Linked DNA regions of Mus musculus: regions 1, 3, 4 and 5 are each linked to region 2. The links are chromatin contacts, called in public HiCAR-type and promoter capture Hi-C maps. All regions are on one chromosome and are shown on one strand. Each heading gives the region's core, a stretch centred on a gene start, on an enhancer-like site or on the middle of the called end of the contact. The rest is flanking DNA. Distances are from core to core; before and after follow the strand shown. Region 1 holds the start of Wdr78 (WD repeat domain 78). Region 2 holds the start of Jak1 (Janus kinase 1). Region 3 overlaps Pde4b (phosphodiesterase 4B, cAMP specific). Region 4 overlaps Pgm1 (phosphoglucomutase 1). Region 5 holds the start of Efcab7 (EF-hand calcium binding domain 7).

Region 1 (4,007 bases), core at 1,443-3,942, 1.8 Mb after region 2:
CATTTATTACAAAGGCCATTTTTTAAATTTCCGAATTTCAGCTCCTGTAAGAGTGCAAGCTAATGTTTTGGGAAAGAAGCCACACCTTACACTGAACATTCTACAAAGGCTGATTAACAGATTAAACCTCAGGGATTATGGAGAGGTTGTAATGTTTCGAGTACAGAGCCTGTTTATAACTTACTTACTTCCTTTCCTTTGGCCCTCAATTGCCTTTTCTTGCCTACCACATCCTTTTGATTACCAGGTGAAATCCTTTGGAATGTACTGGCAGACCACTGGTTTCCATCAACTAAAAGGCCTTAAGACTGTTATCAGAGTACCCAAGGGCTATGACAGAAAGTTCCCCACTCTGCTGAAACCTACCAGCATCCCTGTCCACCAGTGTATGTAAAAAGTGCCTTGACTTACGATTTGTCATTCCTATCAAGTCTCATGAGACATTTACCACACTGGAACCTGGTGTTTAGGAAACCTGAATGCCTGTTCCCAGGCCATGGTCACTCACACTAAGCCCCAGAGTAAACCATCTTATCCCCTTTGAAATGAAAATCATGGTAGCTTTTGTGTTTGTTTTGCATTAATAAGTGTTATATCATTTTTGTCTTAATTTGTATAAATTTAATTTAGTTTCACTTTAATATCTCCATAAAGGCAAAACAGAAATTAAGCAAGGAAAAAAACTTAAGTAACAAGCTACAAATGTGTATGTATCTACTTATTTGTTCAGTTTACCAATGTGTACTAAAGATGTTCTCCATTCTAGGTAAGAGTCTACAGCAGTGCACAAAACAAAAGAGGACATAATATGAGCTGGGGGGGGGGGGGGCACACCCACAATCCCAAGAGGTTGGAGGCAGAGGCAGGAAGATCTCTGTGAATTAGAGCCAGCCTGGTTTACAGAGAGTTCCAGAAACCCTGTCTTGAAAAACTAAGGAAAAAAAAAAACCTGGAGAATATAATATACTCATGGGGATAAACTCGAAGCGTAATAGCGTTCCTGGCCTATGTGTGTGTATATGTGCGTGTGTGTGCGTGCTGCGGGATGTTACATCATACTCAAGGGGCATAATCCAAAGCCAGATCCCGTGGGGACTTGGAAGAAAGGGAGCTCAGAGGGAAAGGGAAAAGCTTAAGGAAGTTTTGTGCAGACTACTATGTGGAGGGTGTTGGCAAGCAGACGATTCAGCCAGCTATTCCAATGCAGAAATGACTGTTAGGTCTGGAGAGCACAGCTACTTGACGAAGTGAAGTGGCCCTCAATGCTTGGCAGTAAAGATGCAGGACCCATACCGAGGAAGTGCAAGGGTTGCAGTTTAATGAACTGGGATGGCTGCGGACTGGAAACAAAGGGGCAGTAAATTACAGCGCTGAGGATGAATTTCGAGCACACTGGGTGTAATTGCTTCAGTTTTGTTTTCTTGAGAGAGATCTTGAAGAGATAAGAAAACTTGTGAATCATGCATATACTTAACTTTGAAAGGCACAAGGCAACAACGAAGTGAACCACCTGCCTCCACAACACATATTTAGGAAGGAGACAGATTAGTAAACTATTTTGAAAAAGAAGGCCAGGCCAGGTGGCCCAAGCCTTTATTTAATCCCAGCACTTTCAAACCAGTTCCATATCAGCCAGGGCTACACAGGGCGAAAGACCCTGATCTATAAACACAAACAGACATTGATACATAACAGCAGAAACTAGCCACGAGCCTAGTGAAGATTGAAAAATGTCCTATTAGCTAACTGAAGCATTTCAAAACTCAGTAAAGTAAGTGGTCATTTAGATCAAAGCTGGTGACTGGCTAGTTAACAACTAAAGTGCCAACCGACTGTTGTAAGCTATTGGAAAGCGCTTTTTCGGAGAAGCGATGTAAGGCTGAGCACTTAACTCAAGGGCAAATGCAAGGCTCTCTCCTCAGAACTTTCAGTAAGTTCAAAGGGCGAATTAGCTGAGAGGATGTTGGAAGAAAAGATGTGGCTGCTCTGGGAAGACCGCAAAACCACTGAAATGTTCGAGCATGAAAGGGGGAATATTTTAATGAAAATTCAAACCACTTCCAAGTTCAACGCCACACGAGTCCACATTATCTTTGGGCCTTTCTCCTAGCTTAGCGGCATGAACTAAGCAGTTAAGAGTCTTAAGGTAAGCTGGCAGAAAGAGATGAAAAAAAAAAATCCTCTGCTGGCGTACATATTAAAATTAGCTTTGGTTGCTCAGAGACCAAGGAGCCAGAACACGAGACAGCTTGGAAGTTGAGAGACCTAATGAAAGAATACAAGAAAAAGCGCTTGGAAGAAATAGGCAGGGTGGTCCTCGACAAACTCCGGTCTAGCACGGCAGCGGGAGTTTTTACACAGACCGAATCAAGCCAGAGGATCCGGCGCTGCCTGGGGGGCTCCGCGGGATCGAATGCGTTGGGAACCCCTTTCCAAACCGAAGGGCTGGCTGTCTCTCCGGGATCTAGAGGAACGGGCCACACGGATCTAGTGCGGAACTTACGCGGCGAAGCTGGCCTGCTTGCGGGTGCTCGTCGGAGAGCTATGCATGGTGGTGACTTTTTAGACCAGGGCTCGGCGCCCCCTTCCCCAGCAGGTTCGGCGATGCCCGGACTCCCAACTGCCCGCTCAGCAGCTCAGGAATGTTTGCCGGGCGCCATGGCGACCGCGGAGCCTGGCTCAAGAAGCGGCCGCGCGGTTGGCTGGCCGCTCGAGGTGGAGGAGGAGGGCGGAGGCGGAGGGGAGGGTAGAGGGTTGGTGGAGCTGGAGGAAGCTCGGGCGACGATTCGGAGGAGGCGGGCGGCCCAGGCCCTAGGCCCCTCCCAGGCTGCGAGTCTCCCGGCTGCAGGCGGATGGATGGGGCGTCTCCAGGCGGCGGCGGCAGCAGCGGAGGCGGCGGCAGCAGCGGCGGCTGTAAGTGCAGCCTCCACAGACCATCTTACCCATCCTTCGATCGGGAACCGGGGCCCCAGGGGCGCTCGCAGTCTCCTTTTCCCCACTTCCCCTCCCCCCACGGGAGAGCGCCGCCCGGAAGACTCCTAACTTCCGGGGCGGGGCTGCCCGAGTGTACCGGGAGGGCTGGCGGCTTGGAGGCGCTGCCGTCTGGCGCGCATGCGTAGTTTCCGCCCCGCCCCTCCCCGGTCTTTCGGCCTTCGCGGTGGCGGCGGCGGCGCCCAATCTTCGCCGCTTCCGCGGCGCGCCGGGATTACGCTGCGGAGTGAGTTTGCGGGGCGGGCAGGCCAGCTCCCGCCCTTTTCGGTCGGCCCTCGCTCCGCGGCAGGGGTGTGGCTTCCTGGCCACTCCCCCGTGGCTCCACCTCTGTGCCCCTGATTTCTCTAGCTGTCCAGCCAGTTGAGGTTGGCTCTCTTAGCAGAGCATCCCTTGAGGTGATAGGCGCAACCTGGGTCAACCTGCCGTTGTCGGAGGGAGCTAGAGGGGCGAGAGACTCAGAGACAGCATTGCAGGGAACCAGCCGCTCCCAGTGCCTATCTCCCCCGCGAGTGGCCTTATTCTTTTAGCTTGTAATGTAGATGCTTGCTGGCCTGGTTCCCATCTCTGGTCCTTGCATGTTGTGTGACCTTGGGCAAGTCTCTTCCCCCACTCCCGGGGAGGGCTTCAGTTTTTCTATTAAACCTCAATTTTTGTAATTTTGCAGAAGACCTTAGGCAATTTTAAGACCAGCTAGGTTTCTAAGACCGCTTAACGGAGATGACCCGGAATTGACTAGACTTTTCTCAAATCATGGGTGAAATACAGAAATGTAATTATTGGGTTCTTTGTAATCTTTAGCATTGCTTATAAATTGCAGGACTCAATCTTTGTTTCATTTTGCTGAAATTCCCACGGGGCGGTTGACCTGGTTCTGGGACATCTTTTGAAAATGTGAGACTGAGTGAGCTTGAGGTAACTGTCTCTGTCTCTTTGCTACTGAGGCTTTCTTTCCTTTAATCCAGATGGTGTGGTGGCTCGATTCTCCCAGTGCCTGGCTGAGTTTCGGACGTGGTTAA
Region 2 (3,715 bases), core at 155-2,654:
ACCACACATGATCTCTCAACTTGGGTACTACTGACTGACATTTTGAACAAGATCATAGTTGCTCCACATAGCCCCAAATTCCAGTACTTGGAAAACATCAGAGTCCCCACAAGCAAAAGCAATAGGCAACACAAAATGTGGTTTTTAGAAAGGGAAGGTATAAAAATTTAATCAATGCAAAATGTTCATTTAAAAAGAAAAAGAAAAAAGTTTTTTACACCACCCGTAACTCAAACATTTTCTTTTTAAACGGGGAAGGCAACACCCAAAGACTAGATAATTTTATCTGTCTCAGCATTCTACTTATTTAACGGCCCAAGTTTTTAATGCCTTCTTCCCTGAAAGAAGTAAAGGTAATTTTATACTACCGTAAATACCTGCGACTGAGCTCTATGACTGGGGAGGAATTTTAATAGCATGGATACTGATGTATCCAAGCAGAGGCAGAAGACAGGTCACAGCCATGAATTAAGACTATTAGGGCCCAGTCCTAGTTCCCGAGAAATCACAGAGGATACACCTCCGAAGGGGGCACACAGGCACCAGGAGATAACCACACCTCTGGTCTAGTCTCCCTAAAGAACTCCCTTCATAAACACTCATCATCCTAGGAGCCTGGGAGTGTCTCCAGAGGGGTGCCTACTGCTTCTGAGTCGACGGGGGCGTTCGTTCGCGCGGAACCGGAGCCAGGAGTTGGGGAGCCACAGACACTGGTCCCAGTTTCGATGAATCGGGTCCCTTCGGGTAGGACCTATAGTCGTCTCTCCCCATTCCCTTCACCCATGGCCCTCCATCATGCTACATTCCGGCAAGCTGCGGTTCGGAGTTCCCGGGGCGCGCCCCCACGCAGACCCAAACCCCAAAAGTCCCCCACCCCCGCAAGAGCTGACCAGGGGTGAACGCGGGCCACGACCCTCGGCGAGTCCTGCGGTCCGGGCTGTTGCGGCGCCAGAGGCCGTCGGCGCGCAGGCCGCGGGGCCATAAACAGGATGTCGGCGGAGCGGGCCGCTGTTAGCGGAGCGGCCCTCCCTCGCCTCCCGGCAGCCCCGCCGCCTGGAAATCCCCGCCCCGGCCGCCCTGGCCGCTCGGCCGCCCGGCTCCGCGCCCCTCTCACGGTCCCCGAGCTGGCCACGGCGGTCTCCACCTCCCCACCGGGACACTCACCACTTCCGTGTGCGCCGGGCCGCGCGGCTCCTTGGCGCAGGGTCGATCTGGGTCAGGAGTCTGGCAGGCAACTCAGCCTGCCGTGCAGGGTCCGGCGTGGACACCCGCGGCTAAGGAGAGGCACCGAAAGGACGAGCGAGGCTGGGCGCGGACCCCGCGGCGCGTCAGCGGCTGCCGGCTACTCCGCGGCTGCGGCGGCCTGCGCTCTAAAAACGCACCGGCGCCCCGCCCCTCCAACTCTGAACGATCACGCCCCTTGTACGGCCCAGCCCCCGTGACGTCAGAAGCTGCTCCTACAATTGGACAGAGCCAAGACCCAAGACTGAGGACCTTGGAGTCCCCGCCTGCCCAGGCTCGCACTCCAGCAAGTGTCTCCGCTCGCTTCCGCTTACCAAGTAGCTTGTGAGAATTGAACTCAAACTGGACATACTGGCACACTTCTTTAATCCCAACACTCCGGGAGGCAGAGACAGGTGGATCTCTGTGAAATGACCTGTCCCCCCACCCCGCCAAAAAAAAAAGAAAAAGAAAAAAAGAAGAGAAGAGAAGAGAAGAGGGGAGGGGAGGGGAGGGGAGGGGAGGGGAGGAGAGGGGAGGGGAGGGGAAGGGAGGAGAGGAGAGGAGCGATGAAATCACTCACGCAGGGAATAAGAATTTGCCCTCTGGAGCAACCTGTGCCCTTGGAGGCATTATCCGTGCCCTGTGTGTTTACATCTGCCCCATCCCAGCCACTCTAGAAGATGGTTCTGGAAAGACTTGCCTAGCAAGAACGAAAGTCACTTTGTCAGTTGTTGCGATAAAATATTTGACAAAAGTAATTTAAGGAAAAAAGAGTTTATTACCCTGTACAGTTGGAGCGAACACAGACCATCATGATGAGAAGTCGTGATGACAGAAACTTGAGGTGGAAAGTCACATTGCGCGCATGCTCAGGAAGAAGAGAGGATGAATTCTTGTGTTAGCTTTCTCCTGGGTATTAAATCCAGGACCACAGTCCATGGAATGGTTCTGCCCACAGATAAAGTGGATCTTATCTCCATTACCCTAATCTAGATAATCCTCAAGGGCACAGCCAAGGGGATAGACTAGTCTACAGAATCCCTGCGCAAAGCAAGTCTTCTAGGAGACCCTAATCTAGGTAATGTTGAAGGGCATGGCCAAGGGGTAACCTAATCTAAACAATCCCTCACAGGTATAGCTGATCTCCTAGGTGATTCTAATAGTCAAACTGACAATACTAACCATCATGAGGACTTAACCAGAAACAAAACCTCCGGCTTCCACGAGTTTCTTCAGGCCCAGCCTCTGTTCTGTGGTGTAAGAGCTCCAAAAGGAGCAGGGGAGAGAAACAAACTATGGAAAAGAGTAATAAGAATTAACATCCATTCCTACCTAATCTGTGTCCAGTGCTTTTGAGTTTTCATTATCATAATCTTTCACAGTAGGTTTGTTCAGTCTTATCCTATCCACAAAAACAAAATAAACAAACAAAACCCTGTAGCTCTCAGGTGTCTTCCATTCTGGCATCTTAAACTTGTGGGGTGTTTGCCAGAGAAGACCTGATCAGACATGGGCTTAAGCCTTTAGAAAGACTTTCTTAGCTGACCAGCAACTACAGTGGGTGTTCAGGATCCCAGTGTAGACCGGAGTCTTTCTCAGGGTGAGCTTGTAAGCACAAGAACCATGCCCTGGGTTGACATACTTCAGTTAACAAGAACAGTTAGCCAGACGCAGAGCTACAGATGCCAAAAAGCAAGGTTAGCACACTCAGAGACTTTCCCAGAACCATGGCCTTTGATGGATTGGGCCTTTGTTTTCATTTTTAGCAGGTGGTAGTGTCTACGTGGTGAGTTTTATACCCTGAATAGCACTTCCATCATGGAGTCCGTTGTGCTAAGGTCTAGGGCCCTGTTACAAACCTGTGGTTTTTTTCATGATTTAGTGTGGGGTGCTCACAAAATTGTCATTAAGTAAAAGGTTTCTAAAATGTGTAACAACCCGAAGATAATTTAAAAATCAAACATAATGAATCTGAGGTATTTCTAGCCATGCCTGCCCATTGTGTCCAACTATGTCATTGCAGCCTTGGTTCTGAACACACACTTGGACCTGTAAGGACTGTCACAACACACACTGCCAGCAAGCAACACCTGAAGCACTTTGGCTCAGATGCACCTGTTATGAATTGTACTGTCTGTGTGTCTGTCTGTCTGTCTCTCTATTACTATATATAGAAAGCTTGCTGTTCTTATAAAAACATTTGTTATGACGAAGACTTTCAGTAATATTTCTCCCCTTGTTGCACACCATGCATCCAACTGCATATGTTTGGATTGAATTCTGTTAAAATGATTTCTTAAATTTGCTGCTTACAGGCTGCTGGGATGGCAAGATTATCACCAGGCCTGACAATCTGGCTTAATCCCCAGAACCCACATCATGAACCAAAAGATCTGACCACCAAAAGTTGTCTTTTAACCTCCACATGTGTGACATTACACATGACTGCCCCCACCCACAAATAAATAAATGTTAAAATTAAATTAAATAA
Region 3 (3,637 bases), core at 155-2,654, 1.3 Mb after region 2:
GTAATCGTTAGGAAAGTAGAGGAGTAATCTCAAAAATAAGTTATGGCAGATTTGCATAGCCACAGAAATAGTAGACATTTTAAGAAAGGGGGATTTACAATAACTCAAGCAATTTTGGAGTCTGAAAGTGGGAATCCATTCTTAAAAGGAACTGTACTGTTGGGTGTGGTGGTACACACAAGCCATGAATTTATGAGGTAGAGGCAAGAACTTCCTAGGCAATGTTGCAAAACCCTATCTTAAAAAACCGGGGTCTTCAGATGTAGTTCAGTGGTCAGATGTCTGCCATGACTCATATTTATAGACTAAGAATGTTTCGGTGATGTCCCCCTTGTTCTGTGTAGTTGTCTCCAGGGAGCTGGAGGTCGCCAACCATTGATTTTGTTTTCCACTGGAGAGGATTCAAGACTTAATGATCCATGCATCTGATTCAATGTTTCTATTTTTTTAAAAAATATTATAAGATGTAGGGTTTCTAGCTGAGAAACATTTTAAAAAAGGTTTTAGTCACCAATTTTAAAATCATATGAAAATCTTGAGACTTTGGGGGCGTAAAAGAATAGCAATACTAAACTTTGATTCCTTAATTCTTTTTTTTCATTTGCTGCAATGATTTTCGTCATCTGTTGATTAAGGTGGTTAGCTGGATTTGGCAAAATATCCTTACAGATTAAAAGCAAGAAGGCAGAACGTAAATGTTCCAAGGGTGGTTAGTGTGGTGAGTTGTCTTTCATTTCTCAAAAGAAGGAAAGATCTTTATCTAAGAACTAAAATTTGGATATTTTTAATTAGCTAAAAGCTTGCATAGGTTTCCATCCTGAAAACAAATGTATAACTTTGAATCTTCTTGTGAGATATTTGGATATGTAATATCTGAACTATACATATACTTGAAAAAGTTTTATGTTTAAAAGAGAATCTTATTTTTTTAATCCATCAAACCTAGCATTTTTTTGTTGCAGAAGCATAAATATATATAATGCATCATATAATATAATAAACATTATACATAATTTAGAAATAGTATGTTGTATAAAATGCTGTGACTGTGTTAGCTCTGAGAAATTACTTGCAGTATTTTCTTTTTGTCTATTTAATCATGTCACTGTAGCAATTTGGAAGGAAATGTGGGTCATGAGAAGTTTCTGTAAAGGTTCTTATGGGAATTACTGCAAGGTTAGGAAGGGTCACTTCTCAGCATTCAAATAATGTGTATCATATTTTCTCTCAAAAAGATTTCAGAAACTGTAAAAAGAAAAATCCTTGGAGAGTGAAGGGACTAAGTATGGAGAAACACCTAAGGATTCGGAGAGCTACATAAAGCCCAGTGTCACTGTGCAAAAGAGCTGTATCCTGCACCCCTCCCCTCCCCCTTTCCACTTCTCTGTATGCATGCACTAATGTGTTGTCCCTACTTGGCCTTTCATATGTCACTTGAGCAAACACTCATCTTCCGGCTGGTGAATAGAACTGGCTTTGTTCATCAGAAATGACAGCACTTTGTTGCAAAATTGTGATGACAAGATTCACACTTGCTACCTCGTATCACTGTGTCCCTGGGCATGTAGGAAGAGAAATGACTCCATCCTCAAGCCATTGCAGAAGCGAGTCTCTCTAGTGTGGCCCTGGAGTGATGAATATTACCTAACCTTGTGCCCCCCTCCCCCAGGCCAGAATTTGCTCCCAGTAGAACCTGTTGGCAGGCACAACACTCCCCCTCTCTCCCCACCCCACCCCCTCTGGACTGTGCTCTCTGGCTCAGCTACTCTGGCAAAGGAGGCATGGCCATGGGCTCCTTCTTCCACTCAGTTATTAATTCACCCAGTGCTATTCCACTTGCCTTTCAAATAAGACAAACATGTCGTTAAAGAAACAGGGCTCAGTGTTTTAAAGGAATGGGAAGCAGCACAGTGCCCGAGCTATTAACAACAGTGGAAATTGTGAGTTTCACAAGAGGATTTTTTAAAGAACTACACCATATCCTTGCTCCAGACTTTTCTCCTGTTTTATTTTAAATTCAGATTAAAAAATAAAAATAAAAAAAATTAGGGACTTTAAAATTAACCATCTCACTCAACTAAAGAAACAGAGACCCAAGAAGTCAGTTCATTTTATCTGAGGTCACATATTGCTTGTAGTCCTCTCTCACTAACCTGTGTCACCGTCTCTCCCTCTCTGTCACCCTGAGCGTCTCAGACATGATCTCAAGAGGGATTTTCAGCCCCTCTGCTTTCCTGATTCTTGGGAATTCTTATAACTTTATGACTAACAAGAGTATAAAATATGAGTCAAAAGTCAGTCCCCAAAAGTCATTGTGACTTTAATGAGTTCGGCAGTTGTTTCAAACTGCAAAAACAGGAAAATCCTACACAATAAGGCGCCTGTCTCACAGCTGGGCTCCTACGTAGATGGCCACCCACAGGAGCAATGACTAGGGCTGTCTTCCTCTTTGGCACCTTCCCCCCCCCCCCCCGCACCCCCCCCTGCCTCACTCCCCCCCTCCTTAAAATTTTCTCTCACTGATTTCACCAGGATATCATTGAGAAAAAAGTATCTTTTCAATTCAAAACTTTTCAATTAAAAAACTTTTAATGATTTTAATGATATTTTTAATCATATAGAATCACTGCTAGCAAATTCAGATTCATATAAAAGTAACTTTTTCACAAGCATGATGTTAGTCCTTGTGCCAGCTGCCTTCTGGCTTTTTTTTTTTTTTTCCCTGAGAAACATAGTGCTACCAAGAAGAGCCTTCCAGTTCACCCTTCTATGTGAAGTCACAAAGAGCTCAGGGCAGTGCCTGAAGATCTTTGCACAAACCTTAAGCTCACCTTTTGAGAAAGAATAGAGAGCGAAGACATGTTCTCATCAGTTTAGAAAGAGTGGCTCAGAAACTGGAAGAAAAATTGAACTTATCTGACAAAATTTAATTTCAAGTATTTGCTAAGTAGCCTCTCACTATTGAAAGAAGTCTGTGTTAAGTTTTGGTGCATAGTAAACAACACCATACATTGCCTTACTTATCATTAGTAATACTGGGAACAAAAAAATTAAATTAAAAAAAAAACCACAGATGATTTTTTAAAAAGAATATTCTAGAAAAGTAGTATTAATTCATTTTAAAGTAATAACTCTTTTCTTTCTAAAGCCTAAATGTAATTTCTCAGTAGTGCTTGTAGATCTAGTGTTGGGCAGACCCAACTTTAGGGAGGTGTGGGGAAGTGTGTGTTCTAAGGGTTCATTCACAAACTTTGTTTGTCTGTGTTGAAAAGGGAATTTGGCCATTTCCTCTGGGGACATTATTTCTAGGTAGACTCTAACAGGGCTTTCTTGTGAGGACAGATTATTAAAGAAAAAATAAGATATGTGTACAGGAGACACGGGAACTCATTTATCTTTGAAATAGCACCTTCCAATTTGTGGATTCTCCACTGCATTTGATGAAGTAAATAAATCCATTCCCTTCCAACTCCACAAGTCCTTGGGCCATAGTTTCACTCTGGATCCATTTTACCTTCATATTGAGACAACTAACTGGGTAAGTCCACAGGAAGGCTCCAAGCGACTCAGGCTGTGGAGGTCTGAGTTACGACTAATATGTGTCTCCTTAGCCAGTGGTTTATTCTTGCACACAGAG
Region 4 (4,031 bases), core at 55-2,554, 1.3 Mb before region 2:
CAGACAGCTTTAACATCTCCGGCTGTGGTAGGATGCAGGAAATCTAAGGGAAGGATAGTTATACCGTGGATTTTAGCAAGAGGCAGTGCTGCTTACCATTGTCAGTGGCTACTTCCCCCGTTACTAGTTTATGGAGGACTTTTTGGCAAGGTAAGCTAAAGATAAGGTAGCCTGCCATCTTCCCCTTCTGTGTCCTGGTGCATCTGTATCTTCCTCTTCTTGATTTCCATCATCTGTGAAGTATGGAGTGTAATTAAGCTTCAATAGAAGTTCCTCTTTGTTCTCATTTGCATGGAGCTGTCTACTTTTAGTGGATATCTTAATGCACAAAATGAGTTTTTGGTTGGGCCTGTGCAGAATGCACTTTGTCCCCTGAGCTTTGAACTTGGAGAAAGCTCAGAGGTTAAATAAAAGGACTGTACTTGTAGCTAGCAGGGCAAAGAAAATGAGGGGGCATCATCATCATCTTCCTCCTTTCTCCTCCTCTTCCTCCTCCCCTTTTAAAACAAAGCATGAGAGCCACCAAGCTGTATTTCCCCTTTCTTAGGGAAGGTGGCATATAACATCAGCTTTGTCATGTGAAGCATTTCCAGTGGCATTTATAATGTAGTACAATCGTCATCCCAAACAGAAACTCTGTACCCACTATACAGTCGTTCCCCATATCTGCTTTTTCCAGCAGCCTCTGTGTCTAGCTCTCCCCTCTGCCTCTGCACGTTTGCCTGTCCTGACTCCCTCGTAACATTCAGTCCTGTCTTTTTGTGTCTGGCCTGTTTCATAGCATAATGTTTTCATGTCTCATGCTGGAGCTTGGGTCAGAATTTTATTCCTTTCACTTTGAGTTTTAAAAAGCTTTTGAGCTAGGCGTGGTGGTCAAATCCTGTAATCTCAGCACTGGGGAGGCTAAAGAAATGATTGTGGAGTTTGAGGTTAGCCTAGGAGATGCAGCAAGACAAATAGAAAATAAAACAACTGATGCTGGTCTCACAGACATCTTTCCGATCACTTCCCTATGCATAGAGAGCAATGCCACCTCTGGATATAATAACTAATTTCAAAAAAGCAATTTAATTGTTTTTTTAAAAGACATAACATTATTCGGCGACATAGCCATTTCAGTTGTTTGGGTCAGTAGTGTTAACTGAATTCACATTGCCACGCCACGTCTTTAGAATATTTTCATCTTTTACTGTATCCCACACCCACTGGACAGCTCCTTACATCTTCATCTGCCCCTCTCCTCTACGAAACCCCTGGCAGCCACCATTCTTCTTCCTGTGTCTGTGGTTTTGATGATTTTAAGATACCTCATGTAAATGGCATCCTGCTCTTATCTGTCTTTGAGATATCCCCAGGGCTAATCCATAGTGTAATGTGTGACAGGAATTCCTTCATAATTTGCTTTATCTTTACTTCCTTACTCCACCCATTCATTCACTATAGAACACCCCCCAGTTTGGTTTCTATTTCAAGGCTGAGTAATACTGCATTGTGTGTGTGTGTGTGTGTGTGTGTGTGTGTGTGTGTGATGCATTGTGTATCCATCCTTCCTTCTGGAGCAGGATGTCTGGGTTCTTTCCCCTTTGGCTGTTGTGAGAGAGGAACACGGGCGGGCATATGAGCAGCTGAGTCCTGCTGGATCTTCAGGGATGATTGGGGGTGGGAGGGATTTGGGACAGTGCACAACAGGGCCTGTTTTTTAGCAGGACAGAGTTGTCTTTAAAAAGTGGCTGGGTGAGCTTCATGGTGGGAGGTGGAATGGGGAGGGCTTGCAGTGGTGCAGCCATCGTTAGGAGGAGGGTGCCTGCCCTGCCTTCCTTAGTCAAGGCAGCCCATGGGAGCCTGCTTTAGAACCCTTAGCTCTTCAAGAGAGAAGCAGCCCTGGGTTTTCTTGCTTTGGTTTCCACTTTTAACCTTTTGCACAGTCCCTGCAGCCTGCAGTCATGGCTGACCACAGATCTTACCATAAGGAACAAGAGAATGAAGGGCAGTATGCATGGTGTAGCTTATTGTTCATCAGACCTTCTATACCAAGTACATATAAAATCGAAGGAAACGTTGGTGTGTTCAGTGTGAAAAGACATCTTTAGGTGGCTCAGACAATGACTAGTAAATCACAGTTCCAAAAGGTCCCCTCGGAGAAATCTAAAATTACCTGATTCCTGGCTTTATTTTAAAAGTAGTCACATAGAGAAACCCCTTCAGGGCTGAGATGGTTCCGTCTCCCCTTTCTCTCATATATATATATGCATACATATATATAAAACTAATGTGTTATATGTTGTGCTTCTGCCATGAGTTCTGCTGTGGCCATAGCTCTTTATGCGCAACTGCATTCATGTGCACACACCCACACAAGGCGTACACACACATACACATAATTAAAAATAAAAATGTAAAAGGAGAAATACATCCTCCACCACCAAGTCATCTCCACTACAAAAATCAAACAAACAAACAACAACAACAAAACCCAAAAAACAAACACACAAAACTAATGGGAAAATTAAAAGCAAACGACAAGACGTTCCCGATCCATTCTTTCAGAATAGAATGGGGACACCACCAACTCCCCACATTCTAAGTATTTTCAGTATAGTGGTCCCACACCTCCAAGGACCTGACCAAATGCCTTTCCAACTTGGGTGTTGTTGAAGCAGGTTTCATTTTATGAAGGCAAGTTCAAGAGCTGGGCTGATACCATCGGCTAGAGATGCCCAAGTGAGCTGGGAACACAACTCAGTGCCAGGGTCCCTTTCATGTAGATGGGCAGACCGGGTTCCTCAGCAACCACTCCTCACAGTCTTGTCTTAGGCTCAGGAAGTCACCCAGCTATATCTAATGCGATGAACCACGAGGAATCCCACTAGCTGTAAAAGCCAGACATGCCTGGAAAGGAATGCAAGGTGCATTCTGTATTCTTGATACCATGTGCAATCCTTTTGCTTTTGAAGGGTCTTAATTGCAAAAGCCTTTTCTTTGATTGGAATGCCTTTCACTAGTTAGGCCTATGTTCTTTCTCCCATTGTGGATGGAGAATAGGAATAAAAACGCAGGCTTTCTCACATCCCTCCAGTCAGTCCACATTGAGAACCTTCCCCAGATGGACTGTCACACATGCACTGTGTTCTTGCCTTACAGCACCTCAGTGTATGGTTCCAAAGCTACAAAGTTCCATAGGGAAGAAGGGAAAGGAGGGAGGGCGGGCTTTGCTCAACAGCTCTGTTCTGTCTCAGTAACATGGTAGAGATATCCAAGATGAAGATGTTTCTTTAAGAAAGCATCTTTGCTGGTCCAACAGTGTCTTCATTGTCCATGTTCTTCTTCCCCTGGCATTTCTTCGTGGGAGCTTTGTATTTATATGTTCTGGATTTCCTATCCTAGATTGGTCGCCTGGTTATTGGGCAGAATGGAATACTCTCCACCCCTGCCGTATCTTGCATCATCCGAAAAATCAAAGCTATTGGTGGGATCATTCTGACAGCCAGCCATAATCCAGGAGGGCCCAATGGAGATTTTGGAATTAAATTCAATATTTCTAATGGGGGTGAGTATTCTGTCATCTTAAGGACAAGTAGATACAGTTGGATAAGCTAGTGCCCGAAGCCCTGGGCTCTGATTCCCATCTTAAGAAGGGGTTTTGCTTCCCTTTGGAGATGGTAAAGTACTTCTTAGTCTACAGCTGCCTTCTTTGTAATGAATTGTAGCTATCATGGTATTCTACTTTAGAAAAGTCTAACTGGTATTATTAGCTCCTAGCACTTTGAAGGTTGACACAGGAGAATTGTGAATTCAAGGCCAATCCAAACTGTATAGTGAGAATTTGACTCAGAAACATCTGGAAAAAAAAAAAAAAAAAAAAGAGTCCTGGTGCTTTGTGACTCAGTACTGGGGTCGAGGGATTGCTGAGTGCTGGGTTGTGTTTTCTCATGAACCGCACATGATGACGCTCGCTTGCTCTGTGATTTGTAGGTCCTGCTCCAGAAGCAATCACTGATAAAATTTTCCAAATCAGCAAGACAATCGAAGAA
Region 5 (4,219 bases), core at 764-3,263, 1.4 Mb before region 2:
CAGTGGTTCTCAACCCTTCTAATGCTGCAACCCTTTAATAAAATTATTTTGTTGCTACTTCATAACTTTAATTCTGCTACTGTTATAAATCATAATGTAAATATCTATATTTTCCAGTGGTCTTAGGTGGCCCCTGTGTAAGGCTGTTCGACCACCAAAGGGGTCATAACCCACAGGTTGAGAACCACTGCGCTACAGCGTGACTATGCTTCATACATGAAATTATTATGATGGCTTTAATCTCTTTGCTAAAACACATTAGCAGCAAAGCTGGGTCTAGGATGTAGTTCATCAGGTACAGTGCTCAGTTACTATACACAAAGCTTTAGGTTGGACCCCCAGCACTGAATAAACAGTGGGCGGTATGCAATCCCAGCACTGGGGGAGGTGGACGGAAAATTAGAAGTTTGTTGTTTTCTTCAGCTACAAAGTGAGTTTAAGATCAGCCTGGGTTATACAAGCCCCTGATTCTTTAGAAAAATGGACCAACCAACACAACTGCTAAAAATATGGGATGTCAATGTACTTAATGAAACTCTTCTAATATAACAACATCTACTCATATATTAAAGTTGCCAGTTGCCAGAAAAATATCCACTTCCAATAGATTTTGGTTCCTCACTTCTGTAAACAGATCAGGAACATAGTTTACACACCAAATTCATTTTCATTCTTTTCCTGCTTAAGTTTTGTTCCCTCATCTTTGCCAGCAATGTTATAATAGACATTTTTCTAATGCATTAAAAGATAAACCTTTTTAGAATGGTGAGTTAATAAATATTGTTATTTCCGAAGGTCCTCCTTCTTTTATGTCAGCTCATATCTTACACAAGTATCCCCGATAATATCTTAGTTTGCATTTTACTCAAACAGGAAAATGTTACCCTAGCAGGAAGTACCTAAATCAGCCTGGTACGGGGGTAGCCAAAGAAGTATTACAAGAGTTAGGTCTTCCTCCTCCCTCAAATTCTTTAAAAAGACCCTGTTTTTTTTAAAAACAAAACAAAACAAAAAAAAAAAAAAACCTGTTTATACAACCGCTAACTGTGCTTTATATAGCCTATGTAGGGTAGCCGAAGGGTAGCAGTCTAGCACAATACCCATCTCTACTATGGTCATTTTCGGTAATCACATTATTGGGGTTGGGCTGTAACTTAAAGATGACCCAATACAAACCCACTTTTTACTTTTTTCAAGCTTATTTTTATAAGTAAGAAAAGTAAATCACTTATTACTGAGTTGCTAAGTGATAATCTTAAGAATCTTTCAGTGCCTGAAATCCATTCAGTCCATGAAATCTCTCCCGAGTTTCAGAGAACTCACTACACAAATGCTTAACAAGCATTTAAAAATTCTACAAATTACAGAGAAATGTTTACTTAATATACTCTTTCATTCTTAGTCATTTCAAGTTAGACATTACTCAGATTTAGCCCGCAGCTTACACAATGATGTGAAGTTTTAAGAGTCAAAGAAGTGTTGGAAGGGTAGAGGTAGGTTGGGAATACCAAGCATCCCGACGCTGTCAACAGAGAAAAGTTTATAGAAATAAAAAAGACAAGGTGACCATGGGACGGCATACTCTTCCTGTATACTCTTTTTGCTCATAGAGGGCCCACAAAACAGCAACGTCTGGGGAAGGGATACCTACGGCATTTCGGGACTCCGTTGCTGGACAGAACCAACTGAGAAACCGCAAACGCGGAAGCATAAAAAGCCCGCGTAGTAAGCGCTGGATGAGGTGTCACCCCGTATGCAGCTCGCCGGAAACAGTCTCCGCGCGAGAAAGAGCCTGAACGTGTTCAAGGAAATGGTGCAGGGAGTCTAAGGCCAGAATCCATTTAGCCCCAGCCGCATGCAGCGCACGACCCTCCTCACTATTGTGGACATGCCAGCCTCGCAACAGATAAGCTACAATGCCATGGCTGTTCTCTCTCGGTCAATGGTCCACAAATCTCTGGTCGGAGCGTTTGGAAGGTGCTCTGCCTCTTATTTCCGGTGGCGGCGAGGCGCAGTTGCTATGGTAATCTAAAAAAGGCGGAGGTCTGTCCGGTTGCGCCGAGAGGTTCGCGGATCTACTAACGAAAATTGGCTGCTCTTCTTGGTTTGTGAGCTGAAATTAGGTAGCCACCAAGCCTCTCTCTTGCTCTGTCGCTCGCTCTGCTCTTCATTGTGCGGCCGCCTCTCCCATCTGCTACGTTTACTTCTGTGTCCTCCTAAGAGCCGGTGCATGCCCCGAAACACACAAGGGGATGCAGCATCGTGGCCAGAGGAGTACAAAAAACGGAGAGAGCTTGTCTGGGATTAGTTGTGACTGTTTCACGGTGCAGCGACGGTGACTGGATGGCTCTCTGTTTTCATTTGGCCCTTTAGACGCCTTAGGCGCTTTTAACAGTTTATTTTTCCTGCTTATTGTGTGCCTAGTTATTTATGGAGCCGTTTGCTACAATATACTCTCCAGGCCCCTGTCTCAGACTTGGGCTAGAATTTTAAATAAAAGGTGGTTTCCGAGCCCTAGGGGTGCAATTATATATTTATTTAAGCTTCAGTTTGGACTGTCTTCACAGGAAGGGAAAGAATAGAATTCTGGAACATTTCTGTCCAGGGATTTTCATGTGAGAATAACCCCATTTGGAAGGAGCACTTGAAGATCCTTAAAAATGTTTTTAAATTGCTTGCTGTAAGCCGAGTGCTTGCTCTTCCTTATTGGAATAGTTTTCTTTCCCGTTTGTGAGATGGCGCGCACGCATATGTGTTTAAAACCGATGTTTAATTATGGTGATACCAATTTGCAGTAACCAGACTGTGACACCACATCCCTATGGGGTCCTTCTAAATCTGGTGTAATATGAAAGTGTCAGGCAGGCGGTCTGTGTATTATAAATAGGGTACTTCATCCATGATAAGCGATTATTATCTTTCTTTCCCAAGTGTAAAAGACCTACATAATTCAAGAAGGTGCCAGTGATTTAGGCCTCCTGAGTATGAATCCAATGAGTCCTGAAGGGGACCCTACCTGTGTCATCTTATTGTTCAACTTGAACTATTCAATTTATTAGATTGGAATGTATTTTTAGAAGTCAACGCAGGATAAAGCAATGTTGGAAGCCATTAGACCACCAGAACAATTTTGCCCTGCATAGTAGCCTTTGTTCAATAAACCTTCATTCACATTAAAAGAAGAAATGACTGAGATTTCACAAATTACCACTGACTGGGTGACATCTCTGTCCCTCAATTTCATCATCTGTAAAATGGACAAAAAGTGCCTGGTCAGTGTAGAAAGGATTAAATAAGACGTTTGATTGTATATTAATGTCTTATGAGCAGACATGCTGTATAGACACTAAATATTATTACTAGTAAAGGAACTTTATAAAGCTCAATGTAATCGGTGGAACTTCAAATATCCAGTGATTTGACATGAGCTGTATTATAGAAATGTGAATGAAATGATAGTTAATCCTGCTATGGGGGGATCCAACTGCAGTTGATTTGCATTAAAAAAAAAACCTCACTGTTGGGGAATTTCACTCCATGTATGTTTTCTTTAGCATTTGTGTGTCCTGAAGTATTCTGTATGTTTCACATTTGTGAACTGTTGTAATCTTAACAACCCTGTGAAGTCTCCCCTGAAGTCTTATTTTGAGATGATGCATGTATGCATTTTCTTTGTTCTGATTCTTTTGGATTATGCTACATCATTGTTCTTTAGGATATCATTGTATATTTGAGAAATTATATACAGTGTGTATATCTATCCATCTATAATTAGAAATCAGTTATTAAGGACTTATTCTACTTAACATTTAAGTTCATAGAGATGTTATAATATTTATCTTTTTTATTCTATATATGCAAACTTTAATACCCTAGTACGCCACCCCATGGTGGCACATTTGCATTTTAGGTGATTTACATCGACGACTAAAGTAAAAAAAAATTCATTCTTTTCTAGCAGAATGGCCAGCAACCCTGGAAGTGATGCAGCTTTGGGTACTCAGAACCCACTGCTTTCTGGGAGTCCTCGAACAAAGAAATTCCCACTAACTGAACAGGAGGTGTTTTATATGAACTGTAGAGCCGCCTACTTAACTATCTTCAAAAGCAGCTTGGAAAACATTATTTCTAAAGATCAACTTTACCTAGGTAAATTTTTTGAAGTTGAACATTTTCTCTTATTTATTAAAGTTAATAGAATGAAAAGTTTGAATTAAAA

The links. Promoter capture Hi-C pulls out the DNA fragments that hold promoters and counts their contacts. HiCAR-type assays count read pairs that join an accessible place to other places.
Region 1: a contact with region 2 is called in a promoter capture Hi-C map of pre-B cells. The contact joins the promoter of Wdr78 here to the promoter of Jak1 in region 2. A contact is called at or near these places in 4 of 39 promoter capture datasets (the HPC-7 cell line, liver, neutrophils and 1 more) and 4 of 115 datasets of contacts at active chromatin or transcription factors (astrocytes, cardiomyocytes, large pre-B cells and 1 more).
Region 3: a promoter capture Hi-C map of liver shows a contact between it and region 2, with 3 times the contacts expected there. The contact joins the enhancer-like site here to the promoter of Jak1 in region 2. A contact is called at or near these places in 7 of 39 promoter capture datasets (the C10 cell line, the HPC-7 cell line, liver and 2 more), 1 of 484 Hi-C or Micro-C datasets (CD4 T cells), 3 of 115 datasets of contacts at active chromatin or transcription factors (bone marrow-derived dendritic cells, large pre-B cells and thymic regulatory T cells) and 2 of 9 other capture datasets (adipose tissue and liver).
Region 4: a promoter capture Hi-C map of liver shows a contact between it and region 2, with 3 times the contacts expected there. The contact joins the enhancer-like site here to the promoter of Jak1 in region 2. A contact is called at or near these places in 7 of 39 promoter capture datasets (the 3T3-L1 cell line, 3T3-L1-derived adipocytes, frontonasal cranial neural crest and 3 more).
Region 5: a contact with region 2 is called in a HiCAR-type map of astrocytes, with 3 times the contacts expected there. The contact joins the promoter of Efcab7 here to the promoter of Jak1 in region 2. A contact is called at or near these places in 3 of 39 promoter capture datasets (the HPC-7 cell line and pre-B cells) and 1 of 115 datasets of contacts at active chromatin or transcription factors (astrocytes).

Annotation. Positions count from the first base shown.
Region 1 is chr4:103,111,607-103,115,613 of GRCm38.p6, forward strand. It overlaps Wdr78 (WD repeat domain 78), which reads right to left and starts at 2,693. Exons shown (of 17, transcript NM_146254.4): 1 at 2,504-2,693. The coding sequence starts at 2,550. It also overlaps a transcript of Mier1 not described here.
Region 2 is chr4:101,263,878-101,267,592 of GRCm38.p6, forward strand. Jak1 (Janus kinase 1) reads right to left here and starts at 1,405. Exons shown (of 25, transcript NM_146145.2): 1 at 1,165-1,405.
Region 3 is chr4:102,583,342-102,586,978 of GRCm38.p6, forward strand. The region is part of intron 6 of Pde4b (phosphodiesterase 4B, cAMP specific); the gene reads left to right. Among named protein-coding and RNA genes, the nearest start is that of Gm52667, 16 kb to the left of the region's middle. Within about 2 kb of position 1,405, at least 24 of the 459 cell types and tissues checked have an H3K27ac peak or open chromatin away from gene starts, as enhancers often do.
Region 4 is chr4:99,958,072-99,962,102 of GRCm38.p6, forward strand. Pgm1 (phosphoglucomutase 1) reads left to right here. Exons shown (of 11, transcript NM_028132.3): 2 at 3,385-3,547; 3 at 3,973-4,031. Among named protein-coding and RNA genes, the nearest start is that of BC062258, 30 kb to the left of the region's middle. Within about 2 kb of position 1,305, at least 20 of the 459 cell types and tissues checked have an H3K27ac peak or open chromatin away from gene starts, as enhancers often do. A contact at or near this core is called in liver, where this site is marked.
Region 5 is chr4:99,827,432-99,831,650 of GRCm38.p6, forward strand. Efcab7 (EF-hand calcium binding domain 7) reads left to right here and starts at 2,014. Exons shown (of 14, transcript NM_145549.2): 1 at 2,014-2,123; 2 at 3,962-4,149. The coding sequence starts at 3,963. It overlaps Itgb3bp (integrin beta 3 binding protein (beta3-endonexin)), which reads right to left and starts at 1,727. Exons shown (of 9, transcript NM_026348.4): 1 at 1,652-1,727. The coding sequence starts at 1,656.